2 separate regions of the Mus musculus genome follow, and region 2 is linked to region 1. A link is a contact called in public promoter capture Hi-C data. All regions are on one chromosome and are shown on one strand. The core of a region is the stretch at or near the end of the contact, and the rest is flanking DNA. Distances in the headings are between cores, read along the strand shown.

Region 1 (5,969 bases), core at 3,303-5,802:
CCAGCTCTGCACCTTTTAAGCTACAATGACAGCCAGTCTGACAGAATAGGTCATTGGTTGTGATAGCAGCATTAATGTGATGGGGTTAATAGCTTTTTGCCTGGACTATGGGCTCACTCCAAACAGGACACAATTCATGTCTCAGACTCTAAACTGGGCCAAGAACCTGTCGCTGGAGGCAGGGTCATACATCCCAAGGGTGGGCCTAGCGTCATTATTTTGCTCAATGCCCGTGGATTAGGGAAGCTCTCAGCCTTCATCAGAAAACCTTTTTGCAGGGAGGGGCAGTTAACACAAAGTCTCACTAGTGGCTAAAGTGTGGAGAACAAGTGGACCTCAGAGTACTTGATCCTGGGTGGACATCTCAAGGAATCTATGACCTAAAGATCAGCTGTCTTTGTTTTCTTTTGCTGTGATAAACACCATGACCAAACCAAACCAATAAATAAATAAATAAATAAATAAATAAATAAATAAATAAATAAATAAAGGAGAAATGAGCTTTAATTTGGCTTATGGTTTCAGAGGGAGAGATGAGAGTCTATCACAGTGGGGCAGAAGCATGGCAGCAAGCCACAGGCGTAGAAGCAGAAGCAGTTACAGGAAGCTGAGAGATCACATCTTCCAATGCAAGCACAAAGCAGAGACAGTGAACAAAACGTGTCTACCGTCTGCCCCCAGTGATGTGCTTCCTCCAACAAGACTCTCCCAGAGGCTTCACAGCTTCTCCCAAAGAAGACCACCTTGAATGTCCTTGATTTGTAAACTCTTACTAAGTTTTCTGGGCATTATGAGTCTGTTGTCTTTCAAAATGCCTGACACTTATTGCAAAAAGATTCCTGGCATTCTCCAGAGAGCCACAGACAATAGGCTAGTGTTCTATAGCTCTTTCATTTGAACTTTACCTCCTGAAGGGAGGAGAGAGAAGCTTCCTTACAAGATACAGGTTAGCAAAACGTTCACAACCTGGAAAGCTCAGAAGTTGTGGTTGGTGTCCTTGTTGATATGCTTGCCTGCTTGACCTATCACCCTGTGTGCAAACAGTCTTGCTCTTCTCTGCCACCCACATCCACATGTTTGTGTCCTTCATCCCTACGTGTGCCATGCTGCAGGTGTCTTCTTCGGTTCACCCAGTGGGGTACCTGGGAGGAGATTCTTGGTCTCTGAAGGATGCCTTATTCTTTCTTTGCTGCCTCTGCCTTCCCATACGGGTGATTCTTGCCCCTACGTGACAATGATCTCTCATCCTGGCTCACTTGGCCTCATTCCAGGACTGCGTCTTTGCCCTGCTTTGGGTGTGGCATTTTAAGTTGATCTTTGATAGACGCTCTCATTATTCTGCTCAGTCCGGGACACCCAATCTGAATCATAACGTGTCTGCCCACATATGATAAACACTTTTCCTGATCTTAATCAGATGAAGTCTTTATGACTAACCAGCACAGGGACCAGAGGTCCCATGGGGCTACTTAAAATGTGAAGACCTGGGTTTTGTGTGACGTGTTTGGGTCCATGAAACAAATTAGTGACCACATAAACAAAAAACACTACCAGGTCTCCATGAGTGTCTGCTGTGTGACAGCAGGGACCTTGTCCTTCTGGCTCATTGTGTTATCCACATGTTCATCACAATACACAATATATTGGGTAGAATGAATTAATAAACAAATTATTTACTACTTATCTTTCCTCTCCTTTGACTTCTCAAGTACGTGTATGTAAAAATAGTGCTTGTGCTACTGACTTTCGAGCCTGTGTGAGGATATCTTGACTCATGCAAATTAAAGGAGGAAAGATAAGGTTTGGTTCGTAGTTTCTGAAGAAGTCTATGGGGTTTTTTTGTTTGTTTGTTTGTTTGTTTGTTTTGTTTTTCTCTTTGGTTTTGTTTTGTTTTGTTTTCTTTTGTCCCATGTGCTTTGGGAGAACATCATGGTAGCAAGAATTCATAATCAAAGAGTCCTTTTATCTCATGAAAGACAGAAGAGAAGTAAAAAGCAACAAGACAGGGCTCCTCAATACATGTTTATGTGACCTGTTTCTTCCAGCAGGGCCCTTTCTCCTAATGTTTTAATGCTTTCAGAACCTACCAAAATAGTGCCACCATCTGTAGACCAACCTTGTGATAAACGAATATCTAGACCATAAGAATACAGTTTATACAATTTTAAAATGATAGCAATTCATATCTTTCTATAAATGTAAACATCTGAATTATGCCTAGGGTTTTTTCCTTCCCACAAATTTCTGTTGTTCTTAGACAATAAGGAAAACCTTATGAATTCAGTGATGAGGCCAAAATCACAAAGTTATATGTATTACAAAGCTATGAGCATCACAGCATCCCAGAGTTCCGGCACATCTATTGACTTGGGGAAGAAAATGTCTAAGTACCACCAAAATCAGTTTTCAGCCATTGGTAGAAAAAAATAAAACCAAAAAAAAAAAAAAACCTGTCATCCTGATAGGGTCACCATACATAGCCCTCTTCAGCAATTTTCTCCCTCTCCCCCACAAAGCAGGATTTCCCTGGTGTCTTCTGAAGAATGACATCTCTGGGAGAGTCTTCCTGGGAAGGGAGATCTGTAGTTAAGAAACATTGGGAGATTGGCAATGTGCAGTGTATATGAACACTCTGGAGGCTCCCATACAACTAGTATTGCTTAAAATTCCTTAATTCATCTTGAAGTCATCTCTAACCTCATCCTTGTTTCTGCACTGGGAAAGGCATTGTGTTATGAAATAAATGAGGCAAAGATATGAAATGTATAAAGCACTGTGCTGGTTTTCTGCTTAATTCATCTTCCTAGTTTATGGAACATTGCTATTTTTAATATTGAAAAACATAATATGTACAATAAGTTATACTAATTGAAAAATACTTACCACAGAAAAGGTATAATGGTTTTTAAATTCCTTGTACCTAAATCCTTTGGACTTCCACGAATAATTTTTTATGTACCCTACTCTTGCCGTTTTGGGTAGATAATAAAGACACATAAGAATAAATATCACATATTCACAACAGACAATGAACATAGATTTATTTGTTTTTTTTCTTCTGTAGCAGTCTTTAAACTCTTTCATTTTGTGACATATTAATGTGTTTTTCTGAAGCTCTAGGATAAGGTAAAATTAGAACTTTATGTTAATATCCCCCCTGAGTTGTACTTTAGGAAGTATTATTGAGAATTGGGGAATAACACATCATTTTGAGGGGTAAACAGATGATCAGTTTAGATGTAAAATTTATTTTATAAATCTATGTCTAATACTCCCAGAAGAGTACTCTGTAGCACCTTGTTTTGTTATCATTAACAAATCTGATCTGTCTTATCACGAGTTACACCCTGGTTTTTCACCCTGGGGCAGCGGGAGTGCTTGAGAGCTTGTTCCTGCCTGTGAGGGTCCTGACACAATTGAAGGCACTTTATCATCCTGGGTCTTAGATGAGCAGAGGAACCTTCCACTGATTCATCCACCCGAACCTGCACTTCAACCACATGGGTGCTCATTAGCACCTTCATTCGAGACTAGGGAGGGGCAGGGAAGAGTAAGGCGGGATCCCCAGGGTCACAGCTGCAACTTCAGAGAAACAGCAGTTTGTGATTAGATTGCTGTGAAAAAGTACTACAAACTTTGTGGCTTAAAGAACAGGAATGTATATGGTGTGGTGACCTCCAACTATAAAAGTTTTTCATTGCTACTTCATAACTGTAGTTTTACTACTGTTATGAATTGTACTGTAAAAAGCTGATATGCAGGATATCTGATATGCAATCCCTGTGAAAGGGTCAGTTGACACCCCACCCACCCCACCCCCCACAAAGGGGTCAGGACCCACAAGTTGAGAATTACTGTTTTAAACCAAGATGTCATTGTAGTTGGTTCCTAGGACTCTGGAGGAAGACTATAATCTAAGCTTTTTGCTGTAGTTCTTTGCCATTTGGTTGTATTGTCCCTTTATTTCCTTAGACATTGCTCCTCTGTGCACATTGGTGCCCAGATTATCTCTTATAAAGACACCAACTGGACTGGAGAAACGGCTCAGTGGTTAAGAGCACTGACTGCTCTTCCAGAGGTCCTGAGTTCAAACTTATCTTTAATCAAGGCTGCATTGTGGGTGCTTTGGGTTAAGACTCTAACACATGAACGTGGGCACATAATGTAATTCATAATAGATGAATTATAACTCTGTTTTAGTGCTTTGTATAATTCTTCCCAAGTCAATATACTCAATCACCAATTGTGACTGTTAGAATTTAGGCTCCTTAAGGAAATGCAAGAGTGAAATCTTATGTGGCTATTGCAGTTTGTCCTTTCCTTGACAACAATGTTTCCCTATCCAAGAGGGTGTTTGACTATCCTGAAGCACTTGCTGAAGTCCCTTAAGACCAAAGTACAGGAGACTGATCTGTAGATAACCAGAGGGATCCACTGCCTTCCTGGCTTCCTCTTTGGGTTCTGATAGCTTGCCTCCTTCCTTGACCCTCAAGGCTAATCCCGCCCCTCCTTTATTGCCCTGAGTTAGTTTCCTTTTCTGAGAACCCTTGTCTCTTGATCTCCCTCGGTGAAGAATGAGCATACTGCACGCAGAAACCCACCTTCTCTTTGGTGATTCCAACTTCATTACTCTGAATTAACTTCAAAACTCTTAAACCATGAGATCACCTGTCAGACAGACCACTGAAGGGAAGAATTCTTTTCATGTTTTATAACTATCTCTGTTCGTGCAGTGTTTTGGCTTCACCATGCGTTCCTGTCGTTCCTGCAATGTCCGGGTACTGGTGGCTATTGTGTGTGGGCTACTGACAGGCATTGTTCTGGGACTCGGCATCTGGAGGATGGTCATAAGGATCAACAGAGGTAATGTCACCCTGCTATAATCTACTGAGACAGAGAGTGGGTGTTGGGGGATGGCATTGATTCTCTGACTCTGCTACCTGATATTTCAGTGCCAGGGAAGTGCCTTGTCCAGGAGATGCCTGCCTTCCACAACACAACTTAAGAATTGTAAGACCGCAGTCCGTTGATGACCAGTGGACAGCTTTATACATAGAACGTGTGTGTGTGTGTATGTGTGTGTGTGTGTGTGTGTGTGTGTGTGTGTGTGTGTTTTGTGAATAAGCAGGGTGAAGAGTGAGTTTTGAATTGGCTTCTTTGCACTATTTTAATTTTGGAGTTGATAGAATGAAGAACAATAGAAAGTATAACAATGTGTATTTGGGTTTACTGAGCTAAATCCTATAAAGGTAAATAGTTGTGAACTCGGACTCCCCCCAAAAACCATGTACAGAATAGAAATTCATCTCAAGAAGGAAGCTTAGAGACCGTAGCACCAGAGTGGTGAAATGAACTTAGGTTTACGTTCAAGTTTCCCATTTTGCAGGTGTAGAAAATTAGTTAAAGATGAAAAAATTAAAATGAATTTAAAGGTTATTTTCCTGCTGGCTCCACACGTGTTTGTAAGTTTCTTGCTGTGTTCCAGACCTCATGGAGGAAGTACGGACAGAAGCAGGGTCACATGTAAAGTGATGGTGTTAAAGTAAAGCCCCTGAGACCGCAAAAATACATGTTTAATGATTCTAACACTGCACCCCTTTGCCTCTGGAGATTCCTTATAAAGCACTGGTTTTCAATCTGTGTGTTGTGACCCCTTTGGGTGGCAAATGACCCTTTCATGGGCACTTAAGAATGTCTGACAACATTTCAATTCACAACAGTAGCGACATTCAGTTATGAAGTAGCAATGGAATAATTTATGGCTTGGGGTCACCACAACAGGAGAAACTGGATTAAAGGGTTGCAGTGTTGAGAAGGTTGAGAACCACTGCTAGAAAGGGATTCAAGATGATTTGTAGAACATGTGGAACTGAGTGACTAGAGGTGACTAGTACCATTAAGGAGAAGTCTGCCCTCAAGGAAGGCAGAGAACTGCCCTGCAATGGTGCCAGGTTGCAGAATCCCATGCT
Region 2 (6,348 bases), core at 3,176-5,675, 1.6 Mb before region 1:
GACAGCTTCATAAAAAGTGAATTCCTTGTGATAAAATTTTACATTTTATAATTTGCTGGTGATTTATAAATATGTTTGCCTGTGTTAAAATTATGGAACTATGTGACTAGAGAAGGGGGGACGAAAAATTGATAAAATAAAAGACATCTGTGGATCGTTACCATCTGAGATTTTTGCTTTATATTAACACTATCTTCTGTAAAATATTTTCTAGGATATATATGAAGTGCTGTGGCTGCAAAGTTGTGAGAAAGTTATCCAAAACCAAACAAAGCAGGAACCCCACAAGAAACACTGCTTAGCCTGGCTCACTTCCTGTCTCAGCAGTCACATTTGGGCAGTGGGACTATCTACCACTCCTCATCCTAGGCCAGCATTCCACACCCTTCCAAACAGCCACTGTCTACTTGTATGTATTTAATCCAGGGTCACCATTTTCAGTCTTATATTCATATTGCTCGTTAGACTACAACTACATAAATTACTCTGTTGAACCTGAATTAAACACATGCAAATATCGGGCACCTACTTCCATATCTTGGTTATTTGGAGGGATGACCTAAACTGAGAATGATTAGGAAAAGTCAGACAGACAGACAGACAGCCTCAGATTAGAGCTACATAAAAGAGCCCTGTTTTGGTTTAGCACAGTGGTTCCCAACCTTCCCAATGCTGAGACCCTTTAAAACAGTTCCTAATGCTGTGCTGACCCCAACCATAACATTATTTTTGTTTCTACTTCATCACTCCAATGTTGCTATGATGAACAGTAATGTACATGTCTGATATGCAGGATATCTGATATGTGAACCCATGAAAGGGCTGTTCAATCCCAAAGGGGCTGGGAGCCACAGGTTGAGAACCACTGGTTGAGTGGTTGGTTGAGAGCTTTTTGAGGTAGGGTCTCACAAGATGGATGGGGTAGCTAATCAGAAAGCCCTGACTCCCCTGCTTCAGCCAAGAGCTAGGATGGCAAGCTGGCTTGTGCGGCATGTTTTGTCAAACCAAGAGAAGACAGAAAATTCTAAATCTACCTAGTATGGATAATTATAAATGTTTCTTTGCTGAGGAAGAAGTTCTTCATTTCTGACAGTTTCTAAATTCTGGACTTCCTTAGCATCACACAAGCCAATGAAGGTACTGCTTACCAGAATAAAACTTTTCCACATAAACTACAAGTATTACCGTTTAACTGAAATGATTCTTTCAAAGAATCAACCTGACCTGTTTCATAGGTTATTAAATTGCAAAATCAATGTCCTTGACAACATGCCATATGAATGGCTGCAAACAAATCACTCTTAATGGATTTTAAAAATTAATTATATTCTGGTATCATATCATTTCCAAGTCACATTCTAGCCCACAAGGTAGACAAATCTGTAATATAAATGAGGAAGCTGAGTTACCGAGATGAGGTGACCCAAATTCCTAGTCATAATGTAAACTGGAGATAGAAATTCTATCACAGTAGAGTATTAGCTGCTTATTATGAAAATGTATTACAGCAGCAAATATGCAATCAGGCTAAGCTCTACTAATTTCAGTTTTATTAAAAAGATGTATTTTTTAAAAAAGGTTTTGAAAATGATCTTAATATAAAGATTTGAAGGTGAACTTACCATGAATTTTAGAATTCATGTATATAAGCTACATCTAAAATGTCTATACTATAAATATATGTAAGTAAACCAAGTCTATTTATAATTTAAAGAATATTAGATAGTTATGATACATCATTGTGAAGAATTAGGTTTTCAAAAACGTGATGAACTTTATTCTAAGCCAAGCAGAAAGAAAAATCACTTTTGGCAGGAAATCTGCTGAGAAAGAGCTATGTATGGCCTTAAGTAGAACAAAGGCAAGAGAGAGCATCATTTCAAAACAGTGTCAGGAAGATAAAAACCCACTTACGCACTCCCATGGACACGGAATATGTGTCTACCTGGGTAGGCTCCGTGGGGAGCAAGACTGATTCAGCCAGCCTATTTTCTTCAGTTTATTTTTCATTATAACTACATGCTAGTAGCAGACATTTGGAAAGGTTCTATCACTCAGAGACAACTGATAAGGTTATATTATTCCTTCCAAACTTCTTCCCAAGGCTTCTTAAGAGAGTACAAAGTCCACCTTGGAACACATGGGCATTCTCATATTAAAATCGCTAGAGGTGTTTAAGAGATTCACATCCTGAGTGAGGGAATGTCAGCTGACCCTGAAGGAATGTGTTATCTTAGTTAAGACTAACTTCAAAGAAATTTCACTGCAAGCAGTACTAGGGCCCTCAGAGGGAGAGATTTTTTAAAAATCAGGGAATTCTCATCTCATACAATTTCTGAATTTTCAGATACTCACCAAACTAGTCCTTAATTTACTAACTTAGTAACTCGTGTTTAATAATTGATAAATACATTATGCTTTCCCTTTGTAAAACTGTGTGTTTCTGGTTCATTTACTTAGTCTATGAAAGAGACATGCATTCACATATGAGCAAGACAGAAAATTGATACAAAGGTATTAAACAAACAAAACTACCCGATTTTGAAGAAATAAAAATCATGTCTTTTTATGCTCTCTAAAATTATTTCTATTTATTTTGGAATCTTTTGGCAATGGGAGAAGAAATATATTGTTACAATGCTGACTAAAATGATTCAAAAATCATTTAAAATAAGATAATGTTGCATGTTACATCAGTCTGGGAATGACTACTCCAAAAGATAATGGTGTCCTATATAGCTGACTCTGTTACTCGAAGATTTGTTTTAAACATGACGTGAAATTCTAGATGTAAGCCATCTAGAAATGTTCAAACACAGTGGACTGCTTAAATGGTCATATTCCTTTCTACATTAAAATATGCTGTATTCCCTGTGCATCGGTTTCCCTCTGCTGGGAACGGGATAACTAACTCACCAAGCTGTGTGTTAAATGCACTGATTTACACAAACCACTTAGTCCCGGGCCTCCCACACACACTAAGCTTCTGTAGCCATATAAGTCTGTCTCCCCACCACGAGAAAGAAAAACACACACATAGATGCCAAAACTTCAGAGGCTTCCACACTCTAAAACAGTAAGCGCTGACTGAAATCTGCCTATTAGACCTCTAAACCTTAGGTTGCTCAGTTTAAATGTGACTATTAAAGAGGACAGTTTACGTTTTTCTCTTAGCGATTACCTCTCACACGTCCATCAAGGCTGCACCTTCCCAAGAGACAATCCCATGACCTTGAAGATATTCCTTACTGACAAAAAGTGCACACAGTGGGAAGCTGAACTGAGAAATGGAAAACGTATTTCAAGAAACTCTCCCTAGCAATTAGTAACAAGAAAAGCCATGGAAGAAATAAAGCCAAACAGAATGTGGTACGCTGCCCAAAGCAGCAACACTAAAAAGTTCAGTCCTGTATTCTCTTTCTATTGTTGATGATTTATCAACCAACAGTTGTTCCCGCTTCTGGAATGGGATTGTAGAAGGAAAAGAAGCTTTGTCACTTTCTGAGAAAGTTTGCGCTTTTGGTAGTGGACCGCTACTCTGGGCCACTTCTGTGTTTGATCAAGACAATCTACAAACCACGGTCCTCAGTAATGGGCAGGTGCTCTGAAGAACGAATTGCAAACGTAAGCAAGGCTCTAGAGAGCACTGCAATTTGCTTCATTCGCGTTAGAACCTGGGCGCTATCCCTAAGAACAGCAATCCCTGCCTGTCTTTAATAAGCTCAAGATGCTTTTTAATTTGCTCCCGACTCCGTCCATCAGTCCAGAAGGAGACAGCAAGGAGGCCTCCACGGCAGGGTCTCATACGTCCCTCTTTCACAGAAATGAATGGCTTTGCGGAAAAGTAAAGCGACACAAACTTGAGACACCGGGCGGCACCACCACCCCGCCCCGGTCCCCGCCACATCAGCCTCGCCAGTGTGGTGTCTCTGCATCTCTGGGTTCGTCGGCAGGTTCCTCCAACAGCCAAGAGCCTCAGGAGGCCGACCGGTGCGGGCCACCACTCACCTTGCTGGCCTCCAGCGTCCTGGAGCAGTAGGAGCAGCAGAAGGAGCAGTCGAGGCCTGGAGGAGGAGTTGCGGCCAGGAGGGAGGGGACAGCAGCCGGCGCTGGGCAGCGCGGCCCGGCCGGTGGCGGCGGGCGCGGCCGGGCCTCCGGGACCCTGGGGGCTGCGCGCGGCTCTCAGCGGCGCCCGGCTCGCCATCGCGGCGGCCGGCAATCCGCCCGCATAGTGCGCGCGCCGCGGAGCCCCGCGCGCCCGGGGCCCGCAGCACCCGGTGAGGACCGGGCGGCAGCGCAGCGCGCCTCGTCCCCTCCGCCCTGCTCCCCGCGCCCGCTTCACCGAGCTTCCCGCCCCGAGACCCCAGGCCGGAGCGCGGCGGATCGGAGGATAGCACCGGGGCCCGAGCTGGAACGCGCTCCCGCCGCGCTCGTAGACCGACCGTCTCTCGGGCGGGCCGGCCCCGCTCTCTCGCCCTCCCTCCCTCCCGCGCGCGCTGGCCACGCCTCCTCCTCATGCTGAGACCAATGAGCGGCCAGATCTGGTCCAGCTCCTTCCGTGCCGTCCAATCATCACGCCGTCTGCTCTGTCGACCTGTTAGCTCCTCTCCTAAAGCTCCACCGCCCCTCATCCGCGTCTGCCAATCGCCCTGGACCTCTGGGAGCGTCCCACCCGCCTCCCTCGATCCGGGTTCGCCCCCAAGCCGGGGCCGGGAGCGGTCCCCGCCCCGCTGAAGAGCCTGTAGTTTTTGGGACCACTGCCCAGAGAGAACCCGCCGAGACTCTCTGGTCAGTGACTTCCGGGACTTCCCCATCCCGCGCTCTCCAGCTTCCCAGAGCCTGCTTGCTCCTGGCTCCTCCCCCGTCGAACATCAGGCCACTGGAAGGGGTGGGATGGCTGGATGCTGGAAGATTTCAGCTGGGAGCTGTATTTAAGGGACTGTTTTTAAATAGCAGAGTATGTTTTTCTTAATTAAAACTGCAGTCAATTGCAGCAACATCTGCGGGTACAATTACAAATGTAGTGTTCAGTTTTTGCAAAGATAGCTTCTAGGACTTTGGAGAGGAAGTATAAAATAAGACCCGTGTTGCTGAGACTATTTAAGTCCACTATCTGTAAAATTGTGCTCAGAGAAGTCCCAGGAATTAGAGCCACTTTATAGATAATTTGCAGGTTTTGGAATGGGGAAGAAATGTCAGTACATCATGCACGTCAGAATGAAACAAGTACAAATTCAAATAATAGGCAATTTGATGGAGTTTTTGAGCAGGCAGTATGGCAGAAGAAAGAGCAGTCTTTAAAGAAGAATCCACAGAACTAGACAGTAGATTTATAAAGAGAAACCATCAGGGATATTTTTAATTAGGGACTCCCTAAAAAAAAAAAAAAAAGTATTGTACCTTTAACAAACAGGGACTTAGTAAGATAGAACAGTTTGCATAGCAAAGGAAGTAACTATAGAGCATCTGTATTACCTTTCAGTTTATGGTGGTTGATTTTTCACAGTATTGCTGCTGTGCCCTGTCCTGCTGATGACTGCCTTTAACAAGCCATAATTTCTGGCAGCTGGGTCTTCTCAACGCTAAGCAACGGATGCTGTACAGCAAACTGATACTGGCATAGGATGTCTACTACCTTGAGTGTATTAAATGTTCCCTTGACTTAACGTGTTCTCAAGTGATGGTGGGTTTATCAAATGTGACTCTTATCATAAGCTGAGAAGCACCTATACTGGGATGCAAAGCCAGAGAGATAGGCCATTGGTTAAGAGCCCTTGCTGACAATCCTTACGATCTGAGTTTGATCCTCAGAATTTACATGGTTGCTAGGAGAGAACTGGCTTCTGCAAGTCGTCCATGGTCCTCCAGATGTGCACTGTGGAACATCTCCCCTCCCACCCCCATACTAAATGAATGAATAAATAAATAAATAAATAAATAATAAAATACATGCCTTTTAAACAAAATAAATCGATATGGATATACAGCTAATAAATGAGGCTATAGAAAAGCAGGTTGTACAAATGTCAGTGTGAGAAGTATGTAGGAATTGGCTCTGGAACTCATGAATACATGTGAGAGTCCTAAACATGTAAAGCACTCACACCCGTGTTTCAGAAGAAAACCCAAATGCTGGAAAGGACTCTAGAAGCCATTTTTTTTCAAGTTTCTTGCATATTTCTCACACAATAAGCCCACCCCCCACCCCCACTCCCCAGTCATTGTATCTGCTAAACATCTATCGTGTAGCAAAGAAAGCACTACCAATATACGCCCTGGTCATACAAAGTTCAGTTAGAGAAGCTTACATTCTAGTGGAGAAGACAAACATTTTAAACAAATCCATCG

Evidence for each region. Promoter capture Hi-C pulls out the DNA fragments that hold promoters and counts their contacts.
Region 2: a contact with region 1 is called in a promoter capture Hi-C map of liver, with 6 times the contacts expected there. The contact joins the promoter of Dcbld2 here to the promoter of Adgrg7 in region 1. A contact is called at or near these places in 2 of 39 promoter capture datasets (hippocampal neurons and liver).

What each region holds. Positions count from the first base shown.
Region 1 is chr16:56,794,441-56,800,409 of GRCm38.p6, reverse strand. It overlaps Adgrg7 (adhesion G protein-coupled receptor G7), which reads left to right and starts at 4,552. Exons shown (of 16, transcript NM_172825.3): 1 at 4,552-4,863. The coding sequence starts at 4,749.
Region 2 is chr16:58,406,612-58,412,959 of GRCm38.p6, reverse strand. It overlaps Dcbld2 (discoidin, CUB and LCCL domain containing 2), which reads right to left and starts at 4,425. Exons shown (of 16, transcript NM_028523.3): 1 at 4,009-4,425. The coding sequence starts at 4,204. 4930461C15Rik (a long non-coding RNA gene) reads left to right here and starts at 4,429. Exons shown (of 4, transcript XR_384912.2): 1 at 4,429-4,788.